Regions from separate parts of the Mus musculus genome. Here all the other regions are linked to region 1. Evidence: chromatin contacts called from public HiChIP or PLAC-seq and promoter capture Hi-C data. All regions are on one chromosome and are shown on one strand. The core of a region is the stretch at or near the end of the contact, and the rest is flanking DNA. Distances in the headings are between cores, read along the strand shown. Region 1 holds the start of Psmc2 (proteasome (prosome, macropain) 26S subunit, ATPase 2). Region 2 holds the start of Nub1 (negative regulator of ubiquitin-like proteins 1). Region 3 holds the start of Fam126a (family with sequence similarity 126, member A).

The links. Promoter capture Hi-C pulls out the DNA fragments that hold promoters and counts their contacts. HiChIP or PLAC-seq counts read pairs in DNA pulled down with a chosen protein or histone mark.
Region 2: a contact with region 1 is called in an H3K27ac HiChIP or PLAC-seq map of bone marrow-derived dendritic cells, with 13 times the contacts expected there. The contact joins the promoter of Nub1 here to the promoter of Psmc2 in region 1. A contact is called at or near these places in 2 of 39 promoter capture datasets (liver and pre-B cells), 1 of 115 datasets of contacts at active chromatin or transcription factors (bone marrow-derived dendritic cells) and 2 of 9 other capture datasets (adipose tissue and liver).
Region 3: a promoter capture Hi-C map of pre-B cells shows a contact between it and region 1, with 8 times the contacts expected there. The contact joins the promoter of Fam126a here to the promoter of Psmc2 in region 1. A contact is called at or near these places in 1 of 39 promoter capture datasets (pre-B cells) and 1 of 484 Hi-C or Micro-C datasets (CD8 T cells).

What each region holds. Positions count from the first base shown.
Region 1 is chr5:21,784,846-21,789,396 of GRCm38.p6, reverse strand. It overlaps Psmc2 (proteasome (prosome, macropain) 26S subunit, ATPase 2), which reads right to left and starts at 2,650. Exons shown (of 12, transcript NM_001368661.1): 1 at 2,513-2,650. The coding sequence starts at 2,582. It overlaps Dnajc2 (DnaJ heat shock protein family (Hsp40) member C2), which reads left to right and starts at 4,232. Exons shown (of 17, transcript NM_009584.4): 1 at 4,232-4,408. The coding sequence starts at 4,345.
Region 2 is chr5:24,683,274-24,687,824 of GRCm38.p6, reverse strand. Nub1 (negative regulator of ubiquitin-like proteins 1) reads right to left here and starts at 2,010. Exons shown (of 15, transcript NM_016736.3): 1 at 1,803-2,010.
Region 3 is chr5:24,028,446-24,032,996 of GRCm38.p6, reverse strand. It overlaps Fam126a (family with sequence similarity 126, member A), which reads left to right and starts at 2,307. Exons shown (of 11, transcript NM_053090.3): 1 at 2,307-2,518.

The DNA.
Region 1 (4,551 bases), core at 1,401-3,900:
AGACAGTTCCAGACGTGAATGGAGGAAATTCTGGAGAAACGATTATAGAAGACAATGAAGGACAGAGAAGCAGCAAAGAAGACAAGCAGTAAAGCTCAGCTAGAGAAGCTTAGTAAGGTTGCCTAGCAAAGCAGCTGCAGTCAGGGCAACAGAAGTCACCATCTGTTCAAGTCACTGTGTGAATTACAGTGATTAGAGACAACGGATGTATACTACATCCCACATACATAATTGCTTCCAAACTACACTGGAGAGAACACTTAGGTGACTTCTTTGTTATCACATGGCCAGTTAGTAAGAATCAGCACCAAGACATACATCTAGGTCCTCCTAATACCGACTTCATTCTTTCAGCTGTCTAGGCAAGAGAAAGAAGGAAAGGAAGGGAGAGAGGGAAAGGAAGAAAGGAAGGGAGTGGAAGAGGGAGAGAGAAGGAAAGAAAGAAAGGACAGAGGGGAGGGAGGGGGAGAAAAAGAGAGGAAAGACGGCAGGGAGGGAGAGGAGACAATGAGGAAAATGGGTTGTAGATAGAAAAGAGATAATAGGTTTTCTCAAATGTATGCTTTTAAGACAAAGTAGATATTAGTATATTTAGAGAAACAAAAGGAGAAAATTCTATAGGAACACACACTGGAGTAGTGACTGAGTCCCAGGGGAGAAGGAGAGGTAAGACCAGGAACAGACATGAGGTTAGACTTGACAGAGACTGGCACTGAGTCCTCTGAGGCAGAACTGAGTGAGAGGTAACGCAGAAGAGAACTCTTGAGGAAAAGGAGAAAGGTCATCCATCCATCAGCCAGGAGCACAGGAGCTAAACTGAGGGCTTGAGGAAGAGGATGAGACTCTGGCCAAGTGCAGTCAACAGCACGAACAATCAGCAGGAGGGGCCGGGTGAACCCAAAGCCTGAGTTGAAGTAAATTGATAGATAAGGTTGAAATGGTTTGAATAATGTGGATAGCCTATACGCAGAAAGAGATATGAAACAATGAAGTTCCCAGAGTTAAAAAGGAAGAGCATAAAGTATGATGGGAAGTTTGCCACTTTAGAAGTGAAAATGGAGTGAATCTAAGCGTCATTAGACTGGGATGACAGTCACCAGGAGTCAGGTGATCCCAGGGTATCAAACTCCCATTTAAAAGGATGCCACAGAACCAAGACAGGGGACAAAAGATCATGAGGCTTGAAACTGCAGCAACCTCATGGCTAGGTAAGAATAAGTCATAGCTACAAGGTTACCTTAGGCAATCCATTTCATTTCTCCAGCATTCATTTCATCATCTAACACAAAGAGAACTTTACCTTCACAATGTTTCTGTAAAGATCATATAAGATGCACTTAAAATCCAACACACTTTAGTCATACTTGAACTGCAAAATTATTACATCCAGAGAAAGACATAGGTTAGTATAAACAGATGACATACAAACTTTCTGACTAAGTTTTCCAATAGGGCCGGAGTTCCTGAAACTCTCAACGGTGTAAAACACGTTTAAGTCATGTGGCAGAGTCAGTGAAGATAAAAATGCTTTCTCTGAGAGAAGCAGCATAAATGGTGAAGGATAGGTGCTAGGAGAGTTGAAGTTGTTAAGAAAGGGAAGAGCGAGACACAGCAACATTGAAAAATAGTTCTTAAGGTAAAAGAAATTTAAAACTAAGTATGAAGATAAAGCTAAAAATGGTAAAAAACAAAACAAAACAAACAAAACAAAACAAGAGCAAAAAAGAGGGGAGTGGGGGAAAAAACTAAAAAAGGTGTGGGGATGAAGATTACATCCAAATTTTGACTACATATCATACATGAGTGAAAAAAAATGTCAACAAGCCTAGTCTCTGTGGGAGTCATTTGGCAATAATGATACCCCTGCTTCTAGAATTTAGCCTGTAACTTCCATGTGATAGGTTCTATAACACGGTCATTTGTGAACTGTTAACAATCGAAATCTCCACCAATAATTAAATGTTATTGTACTACCACAACATAGGACAATAAGCACATGGAGGGAACAGCACTTGCTATCACGAAATCTCTAAATTCAAGATGCTGATATACAGCAAGACACATTATGACAGACACACTCGAGTCTTGTTAAAAATATCTAGAAAAAAAAGAGTAAAATGGCAATTCACTTCGTGGCTGGAATCATGGGGTCAAGATGAGAGTTTATCTCTTCTATCTCTCTTGTACCATCGTGTTTCAGGATTGTCGCTACACAGTGACAATCTGTAGCCAAGCTGCTACAACTGGGAAGGAGGGAACAGGGCCGGGAGGTAGAATTCACAGCCCACCTGGCTGGCCACTTTTTGAAGACCTGCAAGACTTCAGGAGATACAGAACCTCAGCGCCTGGTAAAATATTCGAGGGGGCGGACGTGAGGCAGACAGACAGACAGACGGGGCTGCGGCCCAGAGCGGTCACCGCTCGGATCTAAGGCCGGCAGGGCACCGAGGCGGCGGGAATCCTGCGCCTCTGCGGTGCCAGCGCCGGCCGCTCCCGGCCCGTGTCCTCTCACCTCGGATGGGCTTGTCGTCCTTCTCCTCCTCTTTGGTTTTCCGCTGGTCCGCACCTAGGTAATCCGGCATTTTAGAAGCCGCAAGTGCCTCCGCGTCTCGGTGATTACACAGCACCTTTCCCGCTTCCGCTGGTGTCTTCCCTTTCTCTTCCCCACCGGAAGTAGCTCCGCGCCCGGGCGCCGGTTCCCTGGACATCTGGGGACTGCACGCACGGCTGACGGGAGGAAGGGTTGTCTGGTGGAAGGAAACGCGTGTTCACCCCGCTCCCTCACAACTCCAGTCTTTTTTAGATACCCGAATAGGAACGTCCAAGATTAGCCCTAGCTCAGTTGATGACCTAAAATCGTGATTTAGTCACTAGTAAATAATACACATAGGCGGGTAGTTTATTTCATCTCTAAATAGTTTGCCTCGCAAGACTGGAAAGGCGCTACAGAGCAGGCCTTGTAGAATGCCTGGCAGTTTGGACGCAGTTAATTGGTGGCTAGATCTACAAATTGAATAAAGATAATGCATTTCTGTTAGGGAGTGTGTATCCAGGTTATACAAAGATCCACAACAAGAAAGGAATCTGGTTGTTATGACAGGAAAGGAGGAGGGAAGATTAAAAGATAGAGGGAAGGAAAGTAGGTAAAGAATTTGGACATATTTCTCTAGAGGAGATACACAAATGCCAATAAACGGACGCATGAAAGGATGTTAAAATCAAAAGCACGTCATTCTCTTTAGGATGGTTCCTCCTCCTCCTCCTCCTCCTCCTCCTCCTCCTCCTTCTCCTCCTCCTTCCCCTCTCTCTTTCTCTCTCTCCTTCTTAAGACTGGCTCTGCGTGGTCCTGGCTATCTAGCAACAGATCAGGCTGTCTGAGAACTTAGAGGTATCTGCTGCGACAAAGGCTGTGCGCCACCATGACCGACCCATGGATCACTATTATGTTTAAAAAGAAAGTTTGACCGGATGTTGAAAAAAAAAATAGATGCTGTTTACACTGTTGGTGTAAAATACTGCAGTGCTTGCGAAAAACTGAAAATAACTAAAATAAAATCTATATAAACTAGTTATCCTACTGCTAAATATCAAATGCCAAAAAGTTGGAAATAGGATTTCAAAGAGATCCGTGTACAGCCCTATTTATAGCTGCATTAGCAAAGGCCAAATGAAGAATAACCCAAGTACCCAAATACATAAGATGGGTAAACAAAAATGTGGTTATGGGAATATAGTATTATTTGGCCTTAAAAAAATAAATTCTGTGACCATTATACTAGTGAATACACCGCTCACATAGAGACAATGTTATAATATATAACATTATTAATATAACAATACAATGATATATAGTTATATGATTCCACTTTTATGAGGTACCTAGAGATTGGTGGTAGCTCAGCACTTGGGAGATTTAAACAGGATATTCACAAGTTAGAGGCCGGCCTGGGTGACAAAAGTGAGTGAAGTTCTTTTTCAAAATTATTTCCTCCGTCTTGCTCTCACGTGAAAAAACAAACAAAAAAACAAAACAAAAACCAAAACAATCCTTTTCACGTAGGAACTGATGCGTCTAGGAACTGTTCCTTCGAGCTCCTTGGTCTCCGGTCGGTTTAGAGTCACAGAGGAAGTAGGCGGCCGCGCGCATTGGCGCGAGGCCGTGGGGGTGGGGTTGGCGGCCGCGCCGTGCGAGCCCCATCCCGGAAGTGCTCACTGGTCGTCTCCATGCGCCGGCTCCGGGGCGTAAAGCCTAGGCGCGAGGCTCAGACCACAGGTAGTGCGGACGCGGAGGGCCCTGCCTGCCGGCCGTGAGCCGCGGCGTCCGCGGGACCAGCCCCAACCAGCATGCTGCTCCTGCCGAGCGCCGCGGAGGGCCAGGGCACCGCCATCACCCACGCTCTGACCTCCGGTACGTGCCCACCAACCCAGTTTCCGCCCTGCCTCGGGCGCCCCTGCCCCAGCCCTGTCCCTAGCAACCCCTGGCTCGGTAGCCTTGACCCCGGCAATCTGCTCCGGGACTCGGGGGACTGTGACGAGCCCCTGCTGCTCAGT
Region 2 (4,551 bases), core at 761-3,260, 2.9 Mb before region 1:
AATCAAACCAAATAGGAAGCTGCTCACTCCTCATTGGTGAACATGAATTCCAGAGAATGGAAAATATGTGAATTAATAACTTAAGTTTCAGCCTTCTAAACAGAATCCACCTGATCTTCAAGCCAACTGTGGTGACTTAAGCATTATTCCATAACCATGCTTTCAAAAGGGTGCTCAGATCTGAGATCGAGAAACAGGTCATCAGGATAGCCCATGGAGTAAACATTGTGTGTATGCATGTCAGACAGGGCGAGAGGGAAAGAGAGAGACAGAGGGAGGGAGAGAGAGAGAGAATGAACATGCTGTGTGTTTTTACTCACAAGCTCACCACAAGGCACTTAGGAGCCTTACAAATACAAGTCTATTAAACCTCCAGACACAGGACTCAAATCTATAGAAAAAAAATTTTTTTTTTAATTTTTCGAGACAGGGTTTCTCTGTGTAGCCCTGGCTGTCCTGGAACTCATTCTGTAGACCAGGCTGGCCTTGAACTCGGAAATCCATCTGCCTCTGCCTCCGGAGTGCTGGGATTAAAGGCGTGTGCCAGCACGCCCAGTTTAGAAACTGAGAAAAAGATTACTGCCATCTCCTAAGGAGGTGGCAGGGATAATTTACTAGTACCCAGCTATTCAGAAGGTTGAAAACAGCCTTTCAGACTGTACCCAGTCCACTGTCTGATAAAAGAAGCCAAGGCTATCACAACCCTTCATCTGTGCTCCACACTGTTGCTAGGTCTGCATCACGTAATATTTATTTATTTATTTATTTAGGTTTTTTGAGACAGGGTTTCTCTGTATAGCCCTGGCTGTCCTGGAACTCACTTTGTAGACCAGGCTGGCCTCGAACTCGGAAATCCCCCGCCTCTGCCTTCCAAGTGCTGGGATTAAAGGCGTGCGCCACCACGCCCGACTAAGTTTTTTTGTTTTTGTTTTGTTTTTTTTAAAACCATGACAGAGTCTCACTACTCAGCTCTGTCCTGGAACTTACTATGTAGACCAGGCTGGACTTGAACTCACAGAGATCACCTGATCATCTCTGCCTCCTAAATGCTGGGGCTAAAGGTATGCCATGCCCAGATTAACATAAAGATTTAATGTTGAACAAAATTAAACCACCGGCTTGATTATAGTTTTGCTCGCCTTTAGCGAATTCCAGGACAACCAGAGCTACATAGTGAGTCACCATCTCAAAAAAATTAATTAATTAAATTAAACCACTGTATTCAAACCTATGAAAATCCAGTTACAGGTACCAGAATGACATGTGTTAGGTCAAAAGGAAGAAAATCTAACAGCCCAGTTTTCAATTTTAATTGGAGAACTGTTTCATGTGTGTTGCTGGGCGTTCCAACGCAGAAAACACGTAAATCATCAAGATCAGCGCTCTGAACCGAAAGTGAAACCTTAGGCATCAATGTTGAAAATACCACTTTCACTTGTAGATCAATCGAGATTGCATACAACCTTACGCACATTCAACACGTTCCCTCTCGGGGAAATGACATGCCATTAGGGCCTCCTATTTAAAAGCAAGGGAAGGAGGCGAGGACAAGTGTGGGTCCAGAAAGCTTGCGTTCTCACACCCCGCGTTCCGCTGTCAGCCCCGGCAGTCAGCTCATCCAAACTCAAGCTGCTGGCTGGTGTCCATCCCTTCCCCTCCGCCCCGCCGCGACCCCCTCCCGCTTCCGCCCCAGCCCGCCTCGCCGCGTCCGCCTGGCCGCTCCTGCCCACCGAGCCCACGGCCGCCCCGGCCGCGCTACCAGGCCCAGGCCCAAGGCCCGGTCGCTGCCGCAGCCGTCTCACCTGCGCCACTGCCGAGCCAGCTGCGACCTGCCGAGTGCCCGGATGCGGCAAAGGCCGCCGTTTGTTTTCATTCCGGGTGAGGCCGGCCCCGCCCCCGGCTCCGCCCCCTCGCGCTGTCCGGAAGGCCGGTCGAGGACCGGAGCTGCATGGAAGGGTGGGGCCAAGGGGCTTGAAGGGCGATCTGAAGCATCGAACGGAAGGAAGCCCTGAAAACGCGGCTGTGGGCGGGGCTAGTATTTAATGGGCGGGGCTGATATGGGGCGGGACAACAGAGTAGATGGAAATAGGGAGAGTGTAGCTAGGGCGGGGCTGACGTGTAAGGGGGAAGAGAGACAAAGTGGTTGGGGCGAGGGCCGCGCTGAGGGTCAGGCGATCTGTGGGCGGGGCTGGTAGTTTGCGGTGGAGCGGATGTGGGACCGGGCGAGGAGGAAGATGGAGGCAAGGGCCGACTGTAGGTGGAGCTGTTAGGTGGAAAGGCAAGGCTAAAACTGGTCAAAAGCGGTGGGAGGGGGTCTGCTGTGCAGGGGGAAGAGGCGTGGTGAGGAATGGAAGTGAGGCAATGCTAGTCTTCAATCACGAGGTCTTCGGACCACTCCCAGACCGAGTTTTTCAGAGTCAGAGGAAAATGAGTCTGCCTTTATTTATTCCCCAAAAGCCTTGACAGAGCAAGACCTGTTTTCCTGAACCTTTTCTCGTCTTCCCTCTACTAGGCCTAGGGGATCCCCTAGACTAAAGGATTCTCACACTACCCTCCACAATCCCACCAGGATCCCCGCTCATGGTGAAGTTAGGTACGCTACCCATGCCTCCCTCCAGCGGCTACTCCCACCATGAGTACAGTAGATAGAGACATCTGCTTTGCTCAGCGCTGTGAAAAATGCATGTGCCCTTATGTCTATGTAAGGGAACAATCCAAACGGGCATAAAAAAATGAAGACGCCGGGCAGTGGTGGCGCACGCCTTTAATTCCAGCACTTGGAAGGCAGAGGCGGGGGATTTCTGAGCTCGAGGCCAGCCTGGTCTACAGAGTGAGTTCCGGAAAGCCAGGGCTAAACAGAGAAACCCTGTCTCAAAAAGACCAAAAACCAAAAACCAAAAAAAAAAAAAAAAAAAAAGGCCTTTTTTTTTTTAAATACTATGAGAAAAGAAACAATGCTCTGGTGTTGAGCCCCATCTTGCTGCAGACTGTGAGAGGAGGCCTGAGCAAGCCTGCAGGAGCCTAAGCAACCAGGAACCCCAGCGAGGAGTTTGCCAATTGCCAGCCTGCCAGTGAAGCTAGATCCATCATTCAACACCCGCTTCCCACACACGTACTGGAGAACCCAGAGCAGGCCTGCTTAGTCAGTCCAAAAATGCCTGGCCTCACTGTGAATCAGGAACTAAACAAATTGTTATTATGATAAGGATCAGATTTGCAAGTTGTTTGTTATGCCCTCCAAACTGACAAAGCTTTCAGAACCAAACAAAAGAAAGTGACTGTAAACCCAAGAAAACTGTATCTGTAGATAACTGTTTCCACTCTAAGGAAATTGATTAGTTCCAGCACAATCACGACTATATAGAGAAACCCTGTCTCAAAAAACAAAGAAACAAAGAAACAAAAAACTGCCAGGCGTGGTGGCGCACGCCTTTAATCCCAGCACTCTAGAGGCAGAGGCAGGCCGATTTCTGAGTTCGAGGCCAGCCTGATCTACAAAGTGGGTTCCAGGAACAGAGAAACCCTGTCTCGAAAAACAAAAATAAATAAATAAATAAATTTAAAAAAATAAAAAATAAATAAAAGAAAAGAAAAAATAAAGAAAGTTGGGCTGGTGAGATGGCTCAGTGGTTAAGAGTGCCGACTGCTCTTCCAAAGGTCCTGAGTTCAAATCCCAGCAACCACATGGCAGCTCACAACCATCTGTAACGAAATCTGTTGCTCTCTTTTGGAATGTCTGAAGACAGCTACAGTGTACTTACATATAATAAGTAAATAAATATTAAAAAAAAAAAGCTGAGTAGTTGTGGCTCAGGCCTTTAATCCCAGCACTTGCAAGGTACAGGCAGATGGATCTCTGAGTTCGAGGCCAGCCTGGCTTTCAGACTGAGTTCCAGAAAGCCAGGGCTACACAGAGAAACCCTGTTTCCAAAAAACAAAAAACAAAAAAAGAAAGAAAAAAGAGAAAGAAAAAAAAAGAAAAAAGAAAAGAAAAGAAATTTCCTTCTTTGCAATTAAATCAGAAACTTACCGTGCAAAGTGAAACCTGAGTCTTACCTCCCAAAGATCCTGCTACCTTTCTTGTTTTCTGTAGATCGGTCTTTCTGTACAGGAGTTAAAGGTTTTTTCATGATGTTAAGATAGCATATATTTTCATTTTTAAAACAATATTGTGATACAATACATATAGTTTATAATATTCAAATTTGAGTTATTTGATTCGATGCTTTTCAGTATATTTGAAGAGTTGTTCATTCATAACCAAAAATAATTTTAAAACATTTCATCACTTTTTAAAAAGAGTTATTCACTATGTATACAGTCTGCTTGTATGTATGCCTGCAGACCAGAAGTAGGCACCAGATCTCGTCACAAATGGTTGTAAGCTACCATGTGGTTGCTGGGAATTGAACTCAGAACCTCTGGAAGAGTAGCTAATACTCTTATCCTCTGAGCCATCTCTCCAGTTCATTTCATTACTTTCAAAATGAACCCAGAACCCACAAGCAGGGTGACACTTATCTATAATCTCAGCATGTGGAGACAGAGGCA
Region 3 (4,551 bases), core at 1,058-3,557, 2.2 Mb before region 1:
TTCCTTAGCATCTTCCTCAGCGGTTCCCTTGAATCTCTTCTTTATACCTCTCCTGTTTCCCAGAATCCTCTTTCATCTTGCCAGTGCCCCACCTCCTATTTCCTGCCTCAACTCATTGGCTATAGACATTTTTTATTGACAGATGATGCTTAGAAGAGATTCTCTACAAAAAGAAACCAAAACCCAAACCATACCCTATCCCAAGTGCTCAATACCCAGATTTAGTGAGTTGTTGCCATTTTGGACAATGCCATAGAGACCACTCCCAGCATTGCAGGCCCCACTGTGAATGGTGCTGGTGTAAGCATCTTTTATCATGCCTATAGCTAGTTTTGCTGTAAGCTGGTGTGTGACCTTTCACCCTTCGCCACACTCGTTCTTGTGCTTCCTGGCCACTTTGTGACTTAGGGCATGCTGCTCTCTTTCTGAAATGGCCCTTGACTTAAAACATTTGGTTTTTTTGGTACTAAATATTGAACTTGGGGCTTAGCACATACCAGCCGGTGCTCTACAGCTGAACTTTACCCTCTGCCCTTTGTAAAAATAATTTTGATGGGCTCTTACCAAGTTGCCCAGGCTAGCCTCAAACATGTGCTGGTAGCTGGGAGTAGAGGCTTGCCCTTTCATCTCAGATGTACCCATCTTTTCAGATAGACTCAGACATCTTCCCTGTGGAACTCTTCATTTTTCTTGCCTTGTGTTCTTTTTGCCCATTGGGCATGGTTGTGTTGGATTTAACACCATCATCTTGTTTTTGCAATGTGCTTAATGAAGCCTAACAACATGGCCTGGTTGACTTCATGTATGTATATACATATGTATATACAATGTTCAATATATATATATGTATATGTGTATGTGTATATGTATATAATATGTGCTTATTATTTCTTTGGTATGTTTTAAAAACTTGCTTAGTGTTTTGGGAGACATTTTGTCATCTCTAGCATTAACTTAGAATGACTTCCTTTCTTCCAGGTTGAAATTTGCCTTCTTCCTCTCTTTCTTTCTTTCTTTCTTTCTTTCTTTCTTTCTTTCTTTCTTTCTTTCTTTCTTTCTTTCTTTCTTTCTTTCTTTCTTTCTTTCCTTCCTTCCTTCCTTCCTTCCTTCCTTCCTTCCTTCCTTCCTCTCTCTCTCTCTCTCTCTCTCTCTCTCTCTTTCTTTCTAATTCAACCAGATTTGAGTTGAGAGGGTTGTAATAGGGGGAGCTCGGAGCATATGCTGTATTGGCTATATATATATATATATATATATATATAAAACGTTATCTGTAGGATAAGTAGGTGTGGAAGACGAAAAATGGCTTATGGAAAAAAGTAGAGAAATATACTTAATTTTTTTCTAAAGAAAAATATTTATTTATTTAATGTGTATATATGTATGGCTGAGTGTGTATGTATGTATGTGTACCATATGTGTGCAGATACCTTCGAGGCCAGAAGTGTCAGATCTGCTGTACTAGAGTCCTGATGTGGGTGCTGGGAACTGAACCCCATTCATCTGGAAGATCAGCAAGTGCTCTTAAGCTCTGAGCCAACTCTCCATCCTCCCTTTTACTATTAAAATTCTTTTAATTTATGTGTGTGTGTGTGTGTTAGGTGCATGTGTACCTGGATGAGGGCAGAGGCCAGAAGAGGGCTACTGATCCCCTGAGACTGAAGTTATAGAGGTTGTGAGCTTCCACATGGGTGCAAAAGCAGTAATATTTTTTTTAACTCTTCAGTTGTCTTTTAGACACCATATTTGAAATTTTCAAGGCTAAAGTCAAAAGCAATGAACATAAGAAAAGGTAGTATTTTAATTGCTATTTCCGAAATCACACAGACACAGACAGACAGACAGACAGACAGACAGACAGACAGACACACACACACACACACAGACACACACACACACACACACACACACACACACACACACACCCCACACACACCCCCCAGAATCCGGTCAAATTTTGATATACTTTTGGGAAATGATTCGAGTAATTGAATATCAGCTTGCTGTCCTTTTCTGATTACGTTTTAAAGCATCTGGTAAGACTTAAGGTCTAAAGGGCTCAGAGAGATCCTGAGACCTTCATGGAACTTCTTAGTTGTCACCACTAACCACACAGTCAATCGTCTCCCCTGGGCGTTCCCGGACCACGCCCATCGCGCAGACCACGCCCACTCAAATCGCCCCCCCCCCATCAATAGTTTCAGATTCTCATTGGTGGAGAAGTTGTTCTGGGCCCACCCTGGGGGTCAGTGATAGGCTGATCCAGTGTGGGACGGTGGTGGTTGGCTGCTTGGGGACGGGTCTCTGGTGGTGCCTGTCAGAGAGGCTGGCGGCAGTGGCGGCTGTCCGGGCTGGGTTGTCAGTCAGAGAGAGGAGGGAAGATGGCTCGCCCGGACTCGTGCTGCTAGAAGGAGAGGGGCAGGTGGCGCGGCTGCCGGCGGAGCGCAGTCGCCCGGTCGCCGTGGTCGCCGTGGTCGCCGTGGTCGTGGGGGGAGGCCGCGGTAGGTCCGGAGCTGCTCTGGTGAGTCTGCCGCGAGCCGTACGCCGGCCCCTGAGGCGCCGGGAGACCGAGAACTTTCTTTGGTCTGGGAGGAGCGGGGCTGAAGCTGTTGCCGGCGGCGGGTAGGACTTCGTCCTGGGGCGGCGGCCCGTTGCGGGTAACGGCTCCCGCGCGAGGCGCGGCCCGAGAACCCTAAGTTGGCCGCGGCCGGCTGCCCGCTGTGAACGAGGCTCCGTTCCCGGTTGGGCGATGAGCTGGGGGTGCCCCAGGGTCGGCCTAGCACAGAGCCCACCGTAGCCTATGGCCACTGCCCACCCGTCCGCGCCGCCCAAAGCCTGGCCTCGCCGCCCACGCTGGCTCCGCAGACCCGGTGCTCTTCAGAGCGGTGCTCGCTCGGGTCTTGAATCCCGTGGGGCTGGGGGTTCGGAGTGCCAGACCGGTCTGTCTGTCCACCACCAGGAGAGCTCCTCTTCTGCCTGCGCCGCGCTGGACCCTGGAGTTCTGCCTCTTCTGCGGCTGCTGTGACCGCCCTCGAGGATCGACAGGGTTTTCTGTCCACTGAACGGTTTTTTGTTTTTGTTTTTTTGTAAGCTTCTTTCTTTTTTCTTTCTTTTCTTCCTTTCGTTCTTTTTTCCTTCCTTGCCCCCCCCCTCCCCGCACGAAAACACCCCAGGTTTGCAAGCTTCAGCAAAACTGGGTCTCTGCCCTGCAGCGTGCATGTGTTTGCTTTGTACCTTTAGAGTTTAGAGGTTCCTGAAGAATTTGGCCCTAGTGGTTTTGCACTGCACTGAATCGCTTCTGGGATAAAACGCTATTGCACGCGGGCAGCGGCTCCACTGCTCAGGTAGGGGGAGTGCTGCTGCGATACAGAGACTGCTACTGGTTGCATGCAGGGTAACACTGGCTTTCTGTACACTGGGTGTCCTTTGGGTAACAAGGTAGGTTTTGCAGGAGATGTGCCAGCCCTGTGGTTCATGCCACGCGTTGCAGTTTGAGGTTTTCAGTTGTTACAACTTTTATCTACATAAAGCCACAAAGATTAGGGTAACCTTGAAACAATGCGATAGTTCTGGGAGGTGTGTTTTCCTAGGACTGCTCTGTTGCCAATGGCACCAGCCTCCTCCCCCCAACCCCCACCCCCGATCGTTTGTGACCACTTTTCCCCTTTAGGTGAATACATTTTAAGGTTTATAAGATGACTCTTTGTATCACGTTTTTGAAGTACACTGAAGGACAAGAAAGGGGAAAGGTTTCTTTGTCAGGAGTGGTATCAAAATCAAGTATTCAGATAATTTCACTTTAGTAGTAAGGGGGAAGCCCAGCATGTATTTAGAAACCAGACTCTACAATTGACTCATTTTACAGTCATTTGATTTATTAACATTATTTCCAGAAACAAATTAGAAATCCCGTTAATAATCAGTAGCTACAGTCTCTGGGTATGCATGCCAGGTGGAGACTGGGTTGGGTCAATGCAGACAGAGTTCTGTCTTTCCTTTCATCAGGCTTGGTGGCAAGAGCTTTTACCACCAGAGCCATACTGAAGGACCCTGCTTTCCTTTTTCTACTTTTTTGTTTGTTTTTATTCTTCTATTTTATAAAATCCCCTTTGGTTACATTTTTAAAGAATGGTGTAATTTTGACAATAAGTTTAAGTATATCTTCTAGTTCACTTTTATTCAGCATCCTGTTGCCTATTTGTAATCAAGCCTAAGAAATCTTCATAGGTGACTTTTAAGAGTGTAGCTCCAAAACCAGTCATAAGATTACTTATGGCAATAAAGTAGAGATGTGTGAGTGAGACTTTTCAAGAAAATGGAAGGAAAGAAAGGAGAAAATGCTGGCTATGGAATAGCATTTCTCTGTCTTGGCCACATATAGTATTTTGCAGAACTTAAAATTTTTACTCTCAGAAGGAACCTTCCCCACCCTGTTTCCAGCAAGGGCAGGATAGGACCTAGACAACAGCATTTAATTAAACAAGAACTCTCTGAAGTATAATACATACATATTTCAATTGTGACACTTAATATTTAATATGTTAATATTTATAA